Regions from separate parts of the Mus musculus genome. Here regions 2, 3 and 4 are each linked to region 1. The links are chromatin contacts, called in public Hi-C maps. All regions are on one chromosome and are shown on one strand. The core of a region is the stretch at or near the end of the contact, and the rest is flanking DNA. Distances in the headings are between cores, read along the strand shown.

The links. A called contact is a pair of places that touch in the nucleus more often than the background predicts.
Region 2: a contact with region 1 is called in a Hi-C map of the 63-12 cell line, with 4 times the contacts expected there. The contact joins two enhancer-like sites. A contact is called at or near these places in 1 of 15 datasets of contacts at CTCF or cohesin (the NIH/3T3 cell line) and 4 of 484 Hi-C or Micro-C datasets (the 63-12 cell line, the N1E-115 cell line, liver and 1 more).
Region 3: a contact with region 1 is called in a Hi-C map of uterus, with 7 times the contacts expected there. The contact joins two enhancer-like sites. A contact is called at or near these places in 3 of 484 Hi-C or Micro-C datasets (the N1E-115 cell line, cortical neurons and uterus).
Region 4: a contact with region 1 is called in a Hi-C map of uterus, with 2.7 times the contacts expected there. The contact joins two enhancer-like sites. A contact is called at or near these places in 1 of 15 datasets of contacts at CTCF or cohesin (pro-B cells), 6 of 484 Hi-C or Micro-C datasets (the G1E-ER4 cell line, the N1E-115 cell line, nephron progenitors and 1 more) and 1 of 115 datasets of contacts at active chromatin or transcription factors (large pre-B cells).

Annotation. Positions count from the first base shown.
Region 1 is chr15:32,019,026-32,021,977 of GRCm38.p6, forward strand. No RefSeq gene overlaps it. Among named protein-coding and RNA genes, the nearest start is that of Gm32499, 140 kb to the right of the region's middle. Within about 2 kb of position 1,481, at least 31 of the 459 cell types and tissues checked have an H3K27ac peak or open chromatin away from gene starts, as enhancers often do. A contact at or near this core is called in the 63-12 cell line, the N1E-115 cell line and uterus, where this site is marked.
Region 2 is chr15:32,264,403-32,267,354 of GRCm38.p6, forward strand. All of the region lies in intron 1 of Sema5a (sema domain, seven thrombospondin repeats (type 1 and type 1-like), transmembrane domain (TM) and short cytoplasmic domain, (semaphorin) 5A), which reads left to right. Among named protein-coding and RNA genes, the nearest start is that of Sema5a, 21 kb to the left of the region's middle. Within about 2 kb of position 1,514, at least 60 of the 459 cell types and tissues checked have an H3K27ac peak or open chromatin away from gene starts, as enhancers often do. A contact at or near this core is called in the 63-12 cell line and uterus, where this site is marked.
Region 3 is chr15:32,193,067-32,196,018 of GRCm38.p6, forward strand. The region is part of intron 3 of Gm32499 (a long non-coding RNA gene); the gene reads left to right. Among named protein-coding and RNA genes, the nearest start is that of Tas2r119, 17 kb to the left of the region's middle. Within about 2 kb of position 1,500, at least 19 of the 459 cell types and tissues checked have an H3K27ac peak or open chromatin away from gene starts, as enhancers often do. A contact at or near this core is called in the N1E-115 cell line and uterus, where this site is marked.
Region 4 is chr15:32,148,968-32,151,919 of GRCm38.p6, forward strand. No RefSeq gene overlaps it. Among named protein-coding and RNA genes, the nearest start is that of Gm32499, 5.9 kb to the right of the region's middle. Within about 2 kb of position 1,549, at least 11 of the 459 cell types and tissues checked have an H3K27ac peak or open chromatin away from gene starts, as enhancers often do. A contact at or near this core is called in the N1E-115 cell line and uterus, where this site is marked.

The DNA of each region.
Region 1 (2,952 bases), core at 231-2,730:
TCCCGATTCGTTGCTTGCCCATCACCCCACTATTACACCCCGAGAATGGGAGTGACTAGGAGTGAATTCACTCTTGCACCTGCGTACAAGGCTTGTTTACTAGTTAGGCACAGCGGAGGCCCGCGCCATCTTATAATGGCGATTGCTCTCAGCACACACACACGGCTCTCCTCAGAGATTACTGGCGGCACGCACGCGATTGCTTGCAGCACGTATATTGCAGACAATTTGAGGGGTGGAAAGAACAATATAATGAGCACCCTTTATCATCAGACCAATTGCAAAGTAGTCACTGTTGTTCTCAGTGTATTTTACTTGAATGTGTATTTTTTGTATTGCCTAATGGAATTGCTTTTATTAGAAAATTATCCTTAAAATGTAAAGATTGTAAATTATATCATCATCGGAACTATGAACTGTTTTAAGGTTTCCTGGCTCTTCTGCAGACCTAGGAAAACTTTACTGAAGACTTCCAAACAGGTCAAGAGAGCTGATGGCTGGAAAAGCTCAGTAATTCTGATTTTTATTACACACCACAGAGAAATATTTCTCCTTAGATGTGTGACTTCTTACTCTTTCTGATAAGCGTCTCACATGAGCAGGAAACTGTGCTGTCTTGAGGATGTTTAAAGAAAAAAAAAAGCAAGGGATTTTCAATTTATGTTTATCTGTGCTTTGAGACTATTTTCATGAAAGGGATTTTATACTGTGCTTCAATTCTACTTTATTCCTGGTCACTATTTTGTGTTTATTTTAGTTTCAACATCTTTATTTTGATGATATAATATTAGATTAGATCTTTGCTACCTTTGGTTCAATGATCCAATAAAATCAATTACAATTCATTGTCATATACCATCATATTTTATGTCAGATTAACATGATCTTTTAAAACACTGAAGGAACACATTTATACTTGGTCATGTTGAAAGGCAGGAAAGCTTACAGCACTAAGCATATGACAGCTGATAAAGTGTAGATCATAAGATAGTCACTGCTTAAACTTATTTCATTTAAAAATGTTTAAAATAACATTTGAGTGGGGAAAATTTTACTTTGATTACCTGAGTCATACCAATACATGACAAGCCACAATCAGTTTACAATTGGGCCCTATACCTGTCCACATTAGGGAAGTATATATATTAAAGGGTCCTAATAACATCAGTTCCTTTGTGTATAAATTTCAAAAAAAATAATGACCCTAAGAGAGTGATCAGTTCCATTTCAAACAGAATCACAGAGCCCTAGAATATAATTAGAGGCTTGGGTTATTTTATTTATTTATTTATTTTAGCTTTACTTTCCTGGAGAGAACAAATTTTGGCAAAATAAAAAAAAATGTTGATCTTGAGGCATTTAATAACTTTTGTGAAGCTAAGCCAACAATAAGCTGGAACCACACACAAGGTGTTAGGCAGCTACATTTGGTTCTAATATGGCCCTTCCTGAAAGTGAAAGTAAATTTAACTGACAAAACAGTACAGACTCTCCAGTGGCTATTGTTTGTCAGAGTTCCTCCACTGTCCTTTGCAGCAGGCATATGTAACAGAAGTAGTGTTTCTCTAGAGGGCTACAGATCCATCCATAATGCTGTCTTTCTGTGGCTTTGTAGCACGCCTTGGCATTTGCCATTAAATGAAAACGTACAAACATATTTAATTGTACGTGCATGAAGACCAGATAAAGAGAGAAGAAGGGGAGGGAAGTCAAAACGGAGGAGAGGAAAAGGGAGTGGAGGGGAATGAAGACAGAGGGGAGGGAATAGCAGAGGCAGAGGGGAGGGGAGATGAAAACGTGGGGGAGGGGTGCTCACTTACACCAATCTGAGCTTGAGTCTTCAGACACAGAATATGTCTGCTTCCTGTGCTTCCTGCCTGGCCTTTTCTGTGTCCTGAGAAGCCTGGCTTCCATGACAGTTGCTCCTCTGCTGGCTATCCCAGTCTGGTTCTCATCTCCAAGTGTCATGGACTCTGATTTACGACTTTGATAAGTTAACGATCTTCCTTTCCACTTTTTAAAGAGAAGTTTATTTGGAAGGCTTTTAGGGAGCTTAATTACATTTCCTTTTATCCATTTGAAAATAAATTAAATAGCATTTCATTTACCCAGGCCATGTGTTCACCCTTCTGCCTTGCCTCCTCCAGACACACCATGCAAAAGAAGAAAGGAAAAACAGTGCATTAAGTTGTGTGTTTTATGGAGAAATTTCAGAATGTCCTGACAGATTGCAGAAATAAAGGCTAAACAATAACAGTGTTTATGCTTAGTAATAGGATAATTTATTACTAAATGAATGGAGTTTTGCTTTCTCTGCTTTGAAAAATGAGGAAAGACAGGGAAAAGATACTCCCTCCCAGCCCCCACCAAGGTCACATGCATTTTCTCTGACAGAGCCAGGAAAAGAATTACGATTGTTTTTTCCACATTTTACCTTCTGTTTAGCTTGGTGAGAGACTACACTTCTGTAAGTGCACACGGGCAGTGGGAAAGATAAGTTGTAGAATGGTAATGGTTCAGATCCATCTGTGTTGCCCTTCATCCTAAACAGAAAACGGGCATAAGACCAACGGATTAGTCTGCAGATGCAGACCAATGCTTCAGTGAGTTTTAATTTTGATCTGCAATGTAGACTGTTCCCCCATTTGCACTTTTGTGGGGCATCTGCATGAGAAATAGGCTTCAGAATATAAAGACGGATCACACTAGAAACTCCAAAGCAGTTCTTCTTTGCTGTTCAGAATTGCATGCAGATATCCCAGCTTAAATAAAAGTCCCTTAACATGAGAGAACTTAGTCACTACTGTGTATTGTAGTTTGAGGGACTTTTTTTCTTTTTGGTCTCTCAATCAAGAGAAGTAGGGCAAATTGGAGAGGGGGGAGGTGGGAGGCAGCAAGAGAGGAAGGGATGATAAACACACACACATATATACACACACATATCTATCTATC
Region 2 (2,952 bases), core at 264-2,763, 250 kb after region 1:
AAAAAGACTCCCCTTCCATAATCCATTCTGCTCCATCAAGCTTGTTCCTGAAAAGCTTTAGACAGAATAAATGAATAATACTAACCTAAGCTCATGGTCACTTTCAAATATACTCGTGGGATTTCACAGGGATTTGAGTACCAGGAGAGGCAGTATTGAAAACATGGGATTTGTTTATAATGTGACCAGAAGGTTTGGGCCCAGTTCATTTCTTTATACCAGGGTCAGTGTCTGGAATAGTCTTGGTATCAGAGTTTTATGTGTTAAATTTTTAAAATTGAAATACTTGAAGTCATTTGGGTTTAGTGGTTGGGGATGAGCATGAAGCTATGAGCATGAAGTTCTGTAGAGGGTGGAACGGCCTAGCTCTCAGTGGGCTACAGGACGTGGGCAGGTCATACACACAGCTCTCCAGTAGGGTAGCCTGCCCACCAGAGTGGTAAAGTGAATCCCTGACTTCTCAGGAAGGAGCCGACAAGTGCAGTAGCCAGGAAGGAGGTTGCACACTTTTGCTTCAGTCCTGCAAAGAGAAAATGGGGTGAGGCAGAGCTGGCTGCCTCACATGGGAAGCCTTTATCCCCAAGGGCTGGCTGCCATCCCTGTAGCACTGTGTCACTGTAGTCAGAGGTTCCGGTTCCAAAGGCTGTAGTATACCTGACAGCTGGTTGTGCTTTCAGAATTGGAAGAGCGAGGATGATAATAGCCAGACCTATCTAGGCAGTGCAGCAATATGCTCAGCACTTGATGGCTTTTCCCTAAGTACCAAGTTCTGCAAATAAAAACACCTCATCTAAACACTGCCTGAGCTTAACGTCTTGCCCTCTTGCATCTTCACTGTCTCAACGCCCTGTGTTGGCTTCTAGAGCTTAAGGGGAGGGTTCTTTTCTTCGGCAGGAGCTTATTTTTCTCATTCGTTTTGAAGGAAAACAAAATAAATCAATAATTGCTTGTAAGTACAGTTATGTAGTTCAAGCTACCACCATATATTATCTTGCTGCATGGCCTCTTGGGGGCTTGGACTCTACTGGATAGTTTCTTGGGTCTCATCCAGTTGCAGTCATTGGCTGGCCCTGGAGTCAACACAGCTGGTCTCTCACAGCTGGGTGTACGAAGCGGCTTCATTTACATATCTGATGGGGAAGGGTTCTAGCCTACGTCTGCTCTCCTCTATGCAAAGATGTGGGCTTCAAGAAACAGGAAATGGAAGTCTCCAGGCTGTGCCTAGAAACTGGCACAGGCCTATTTCCTCTGAAGACACTTGGTTGCACAGTTCCAGGGCTTTCCAGATGTTCAAGGTTGGAGAAACAGTGTGCCCTAACGGGTGAAAGGCAAAGCTCACTGAAAAGGAACGTGTGGGGGTGGAGACTGTGCGTAGGCTGTCTGTGGGAAAGGCCATCTGCCACACCATTCCTCCTGTGCAATGTCTGAGAACTGAAAAGATCACATGTAATCCTATGCTTAAGTCGGTCACGCTTGCCTTCGTGTCTGTGCATACAGGGCTTGGGAGCCAACACAGGGTAACTTAAGCAAACACAACTAGCGAATGCCAAACGTAGACCCTATAGAGTAGGAGGATTCTTTCTACTCTGGTAGCTTTTGCTTCATGAATATTAGCTGCACAGTTTCCTAATATCAGTGCCTTCTAGGTAGCTTCAATATACTGGCAGGACGAGGTAATTATAGTGGTCATGAGGGAGGATTTTGGACACAGATTGTATTTGAAGCACAGTTCTGATGTATCCTAAAGGAGAACGTCGGACATCTGTTAAGTTAGTGGCTCGTGGTTTGTGCTAGTTCCATGAACACTTGAAACCGTTCACGTATGTAAGCGTGTTAGCACGCTCTACAGTGAGCAGTCTTTAATGCCGGTGGGTCTGAGTCTTGGCATGAGCCAGTGAACAGAAACTGTTACAGCTGCACTGTGGTTTGATGTCTTTCTCTTCTCAGAAACACATCACCGTGCAGCTGGGTTGCTTTCCTGGCCAGGCCCACTGCACACAGGAGCACCTTCACCGGGAAAGTGAAGGGATGGGGAGAAAGCAGCAACATTTGCTAAAAATATAACCAGGACTGGGAGTTGCTGCTCCACTTTGCATAAGAGCAGGCAGCTCAATGTTATCAAAAGGGCAGACCTGGTTTCTTATCTACTGCTACCCTACCAGATCCCTCTGCAGACCCCAGGCCCTGGAGCATATCAAAGTCTTGCTTCTGGTGAACGTTCCGCCCTGGCAGCTACAGAGAGGAGGTGAGGAAAAGAGATGAAGGCTTGAAGGCATGATATCCACAGCATGGTGACTGGATCCTTCTACCCAGAGCCTCAACACATTCAACGTCTGGTCAATCTCTTCCTGCTCCATCTGGCCTGAGTTGCTGCTAAACTCAGGTTACTCACGAAACTCTGCGTTGTTTCCTGTGTCCAGCCAGCACTTGAATTGCATTGTCTTACAATACTCACGTGGACTGTGGTGTGCCATCTGACCCTGCGGGGTGACTAATGTCAACATCTGTTCTGCAAGCATAGGGAAGGAAGGGAGAAGCTAAGAACGCCACTCTTCTTCACCCACACGTGTGAACAGGTTGGCAGCGTCTGCCTTTCAGCCACTTTCAAAGTGTTAAAATAATTAGCTGACCCGTATTTTAAGTAGGATCTGATTCCTGGCCTCTGACTGTTCCCTGCCCAGCATCTTCTCTGGCTATCAGCAGGAAGGGAAGCTGGGATCAGATCACACGCCATGAAGTTGTGCTGGTCCAGAATGTCTTGGGATCATCAGTAGCTCTCAAGAGTATTGTGGCAGAGACCCACTTGGGTGGGTGGGGACGACTTCAAATCAGCGTAAGGTGTCAGAGGCCAAGGTAATTTTCATGAGACATTGGGAAGCATCCATGCCGTTAGTTAGCCTCCCTGAGCTGGATTATCCTCATTTCCAGGCTGACATCTTTATCAGACAGTGG
Region 3 (2,952 bases), core at 250-2,749, 170 kb after region 1:
GTACTGTTTAAACAAACATTCTAGGCAGCTCTTGGCTAATTCAAGGGTAAGAACTACTGAACTAAAGCAGTGTGCATATTTCACATTGGTTAAATATTCTCATACTCTGAGTAGCCCTTTGTTCTCTGTCTGTGCTGAGTTCTGTGACCTCGGGTGACTTGCCTTCAGATACAAGTTTTATATCTGTCCCCATGATCTAATGGAGTCAACATGTAATCAGAGATGAGAAGAGGTTACATTTTTATTTTTCATCTTTTTAATTTCATCTGTGTTACCAGACCTAAAAGCAACTTCCCTCCTCAATGGCTTAAAACAAAAAAGAATAACTGTTGAATTTTACTATGACATTAAAATTATTTTATCTTTCACCTAGATCTTTAACCTAAAAGTCATTTATAATTTTGTATAAACGCATCTACACTTTCTTGCTGCCCAAATAATGTTTATCTTATGTTAGGAATCCAGGCATTTTTGAATTGGGTTCTCAGTTCCACTCTTTGTTTATCAGTATACCTGACTGTATGCCACAGCCACACTGTTTTGATTGGGATGACTCTGACATTCGCTTACACACCTAGAACATAAGTCCCATTGTGTCTTTTCCAAAGCATCCTCAGAAGTCGAGTATATTCCTCCATGTGTAAGTTAGAATTCATCTCCTCAGTTAACCCTGAGGTCTGAGTGTGCAAACAGCCCGTTAGGATTCTGATTGAGTCACATCGTGTTGGAAGTGCTTCTATGATGTTGAATCTCCTCGCTCAAAGATATGACATCTCCATTTGCAGAAATCTTGTTTTATGACTTCACTAAAATATTAATCCTGAAATATGCACCCCAGGCTTGTGAATTTCTCAACAGATATATTTTCAGTTATGTGTAGCTTTAGTAGCTGTCGTGAATGGAATCTGGCACTGTTTCCGTGTTGGAATGCCTGGTTATGAGTAGGAAAAACTGTTGGTTTTTTCAAATATTTATATAGCAATATAGTATTGTGATTTCCAAAAGGAAAAAAAATAGTCCTTAAAGCTTTTCTTTTAGTTCCACCTTCTGAGTCATCTAAGAGTAAAATCATATTAACTGCAAAGGGGAAAGCTGTTTGATTCTATTGTGTTTTGTCAGTGAAAACCTCTCCACAAGGTTGGCTTCCCTGTTTCTTGTCCTATTTCCACCAGCCTGTTGGGTTTTATGTACCTGTCAAAAAGAAATTAAATAATCTGCGTCACCCGAGGCATTCTTAAGACACCTAGAGAAATGGCTTCCAAGAGATGCACTCCCCCGGACGGATCCTAACATTCCCTGTCTAAACCATGCAGACCCCTTAAGGAACGACATCAGAGTCAATGTTGTGTTGTGCCTCTGAGTGAATATTTGTTCCACACAGGGCATTCCACTGCGTTCCGTTCACTGTGTTGATCATCAAATAGAATGTCCTATTGTGCTTCACCTTTTGAGGCCCGCTGCTGTGGGTTGCTGCAATTCCATCAGGCAGGGAAAACAAAAGGGAACTGTGTAACGTTACTCATCCCACACTTGACACACAGCATAACATCACAGGAGACAGGAAGATAAGAATCTCTGCCGGCCGCAGAGAACCCGTGGTCCGGGAAATCAGGAGCACAGTATGATAATGTGGTTTATGTCTGGATGCTGAACGGTAAAGTTTGCCCAGGACAGAACTTTTGAAGAAAGAGAAGGATAATTCTCTGGGTTAGCCCTACCAGGGGCATCAGTGTGACTAGGACTAGGACGCCGCAGAAATCCACCTCTTTTATTTAAAATAAGAAGCCAACTATTCTGGAAACATCCTTAGTGTGTGTACAGAGCAGTGGGATTTCTCAGTCTACTACTCTGTTCAGTCTCTGTATGGTCTTCCAGGGCCTGAGGGCTTGCCTGCTGGGACACACACTGCTCAAGTGGGCTGGGACACACACAGCTTTCACTCCTGTAGCCATCCTTAAGATCAGCCTGTGCTCTTAACTGCTGAACCATCTCACCATCCCCTAAGAGAAGGTTAATTTTGACTGTTTTAGAGGCGGTAGCTCATGGCTAACTGAGTCTGTTGCTCTGGCCCTGTGGTGGAACATCACTACATTGGTGAGAGACACAGCAGAACTGCCTGCTCTGTGTTCAGAAGGTAGAGACAGGAAGAAGGAACCAAGAACCCACAACTCCTTTCAGTGAACTGGAGACGTCCCCCTCAATGATGCCCTGGCTCTTAAAGGTCCTACCCCCTTCTCAATAGCTCCATTCTCCTGGGCTGGAACTCCACAGACAAAAGTAACACTACTGTTTTCAGAATTAGGCCCAGGAATGATAACTCTTTAAGGCTGTGTTTGTGAAAAGCTCCCAGTGAACCGGAGTTCATCTGGGGTTCCTTTCTCACTTTCCCCAGTGAATCCCACTTGGCTTTTCATACCTTGTCACACACACACCCTCATTTGCATCTCTTCAAGTAGCCAACGTCTGCCTTTCAAAAGTCACTTTTCTGCTCAAATGAAGAAATAAGAAAATAAGCTTTTCATAGGCAAATAATTAATTTTTCTAAATCGAATTTTCCTGCACTGTTTGTCACTGAGTCAGTTGAATACACAAACAGATGCAGATTCATTGCATAGTAAACTATAGGTAGTTTTCATTGGACACAAATATTTGTTCATTATCAGTCTTTGTATTGCATCAAAAAGTTCCAGTTAGAGAACCACAGGTAGTGTTGCAGATAAACACCCACAAGGAGGGTAACATAATTGCAAATTTCTGGAAACACCCACATAGAAGGCAACATAATTGCAAATTTCTGCCAAGATCTTGCTGGAGACCAGACCTCTAGATTTCTTTACCTAACAGTCCATTGGCAAGACTTGTTTCTCCCTGTGCACACCATCCGCCTTCCCCTGGTCCTCCACTCTCCTCGACAGGTTGTCTGTCTGGCTTAAGGATCCCCTACGATCTCTA
Region 4 (2,952 bases), core at 299-2,798, 130 kb after region 1:
CTTTCTCCACCCCCTGAAATAAGGCTGGGCTTGTGGCTTGCTTTGATCAGGGGATCTGAAAATAGACAGGAAGCAGTTCTAGACAAAGGCATTCTGAGGCCTCACAGCAACTTTGTGGATGCCATTTTGCGAAGTCAGAGTGTCTAGGGAGAAACCATGAACTACAGGACCCACTAACCATCCACGTTCAGTACCCAGGCATGTGGGTTGATCTGACTTGTGCTATTCAGTCCTAGCTGCCACCAGACATCTGAAGCTGCATCAAGGCCTTTGAACAAAACCAACAGAAGGACCTTCTATTGAGCCCAGTTCAACCTACTGGCTCATAGAATTATAGACAGATAACAATGTGTTGTAAGCCATTGAGTTTGAGTGGCTTGCATATGGTAATGGAGTTAATATGACAGCAACCAGCGGCCCTGGGTGCCTGTGTGTAATATAAATCTGCACATATTATTTACACACATATTCATAATATGTCAAGCCAATTTTATCAGTAGACTAGAGTGTGATCTAATCTTTGTTACATTTATACAGAAACTCAGATCTTAACTGACATTTCCCTCATTTCTATTGAGATAAACTCAACAGATGGCTAGATTAAAGGGGTCTTTTTAAATGAATTTGAGGAAATTACTCTTTAATAGCTGATTCTTCTGTAGACAAATGATATTAGAACCAGATTGTGAGGTCAGTAGATCACTATCTTTATTTTTCTTTCATCGTGCTGATGTGTTCCAGAATGCCGACTCACTCTTTGCTAAACATGATTGAAGCCACCACTGGGGTCAGAGAAAATCGCATCCATTTCCCTTCAGGAGAATAGGGTTGCTCCTCTCTTGGCTGGTTCTGCTAGGAGGACTAAAGCCCACTTTGCATACGCTGCAAGGGGCATGGAAATTCAAGAATGATTTTCATCTAGAAAAATTGGAATAAAAAAATCTGTAATGAACCTTTGACATCATTTCTTCTGAGCAGGGTGATTTCTTAACAAGAAGAAACCAGAGTTCACACCGAGTAGGCCCCATGGCCAAGAAAAATAAGAATGCCTTAAGTGGAAATGTTTTAATTAAAGGAGAAACTTAAATGGAAACTATGCATTAATTTTATGTTGTTGCTTTAATAAATGACCGCAAAATTGGTGGTTTAGAACAACTCAGATTTGTTATCTGATTATTTCTGTAGGTCAGGAGTTCAGGATAGCTCTGGGCCTCAGATCTGGTTGTTTGCAAAGCTAGGATTTACTATGGACATCCTAAGGAAGAGAGGTTTCCTTGTTCACTCCAAGGCAGCCATAATTGTTCTGTGGTTAATTCAATTGTCCCCATTTCCTGGGTGTCACTTGCAAGACAGACTTAGCCAGACGGACCTGTCTTCAATCCTGGCATGTTGTTTCTATGTCTGAGAATCAGTCACCCTCCACAAATAACTCCTATTGTTGAGTCATTTCCTTAACATTGTCCTTTTAACTTCTTAACTGCATATTAAGGTAGCTTAACTTCCAGGGTAAACTAGCCTGATTTACATGGTCAAAGTCCTGCTTTCCTTACAGAGTGACACTCAAATTCTATAGACTGGCCTATGTACCTCTTTGGGTGGATATCACTTAGTTCTATGACTATAGTAAGCAACGTGATATAAGTGAGGATGTCAGGACCACTGGATTTTAAATCTCAGGCTTGCTTTTGTTGAGTAGAGTTTAGTGTCTTGGTGATCCCCGCCTAGGGTACTTTAGCTTTTAGGTTTCTGTTGCTGTGATAAAACACCAGTGGCTATGGCAACCTGTAGTAGGGAAAGTTTATTTGGGTTACGTTTCTAGAGAGATAAGAATCCAACATGAGTGGAAAGGTTGGGAACAGGTAGACATAGATGTAGGAGCAGAGGGACCTGAATCACAAATATGGATCCAAGAGAGCAAACTAGAAGTAGGGTGAGGCTATATACCATCAAAGCCAACCACCAGTGGCAGCTTACATCCCCAAAGTGTTACTAACTGGGGACCACATTGAAACATTTCCCTTTGAAATCATCACAAGCATGATCTATAATGAAGTTTAGCTGTCAGACTTCCATAATTCTTCTTTTTTAATCCTTCAACTCCCTCCTACTGTTTGCCAGCTGGGCCTTAGATGAGTGTACCAGGTTGTCCCTGTCCCAGCTGCATAAGACTCACTGGGGAGTGAATGAGTCTCTGAAACTCCGGCTTCTTCCTTGTACCAACAGGATCACAGAACCCAAGACCTCCCACAGCTTCTTGGTAGGGAGTTCTGATTCTTCTCTCTTTTCGCAGTGAGGTAATGAGGGAGCTAACAGCCAGATGATGCTCACAGGCCAGCCCTAAAGGGCTGTCAGAGTAAGGGTGACACAAAAGGAAATGTGTATCCCTCAGAGTTCACAGATGAATAGACATCAGATGGGGTTTCTCCCTGTGTAGTCTGCCAGGCACCCTCTAACACTATAAAATCTAGCCAGTGAGGATGAAGCTTCCAGGTTGGTACCGGCATGATTTTTTCTTGTTTAGTGATTCAAGGATGTGATGTCTTTAGCAATAGGGTTTTATTATCAAGTTATAGAAGGCAATCAAGAGCATAGCAGCTTTTTGTTTGTTTGTTTGTGAGTCCATGGGTCCCACTAACCAACAAGGAAAGAAGTAACCTACTCCTGTCATTGGGCTTTTTATTTGATAGCTTATGTTGTTTGAGGGAGACATTGTTCCCTCCCTATTATAAAAGATCTTTGTTTAAGCTACATTGATAAGAGTACGTATGTGAATATAATTTGAGAAGTCTATACAGTAGAGGCTTTCATATGACCTTTTCAAAGGTTCTTAGAGTTGTTTTCCTTTCCCATTTCTACACAGCTTTCCCACCCCTGACCCCACCTAACCTTTCTTGCTCCTTTATTGTCTTTTCTTCCTTTCCAAAACCTGCATTCTAGCTCGCTTATTTTAAA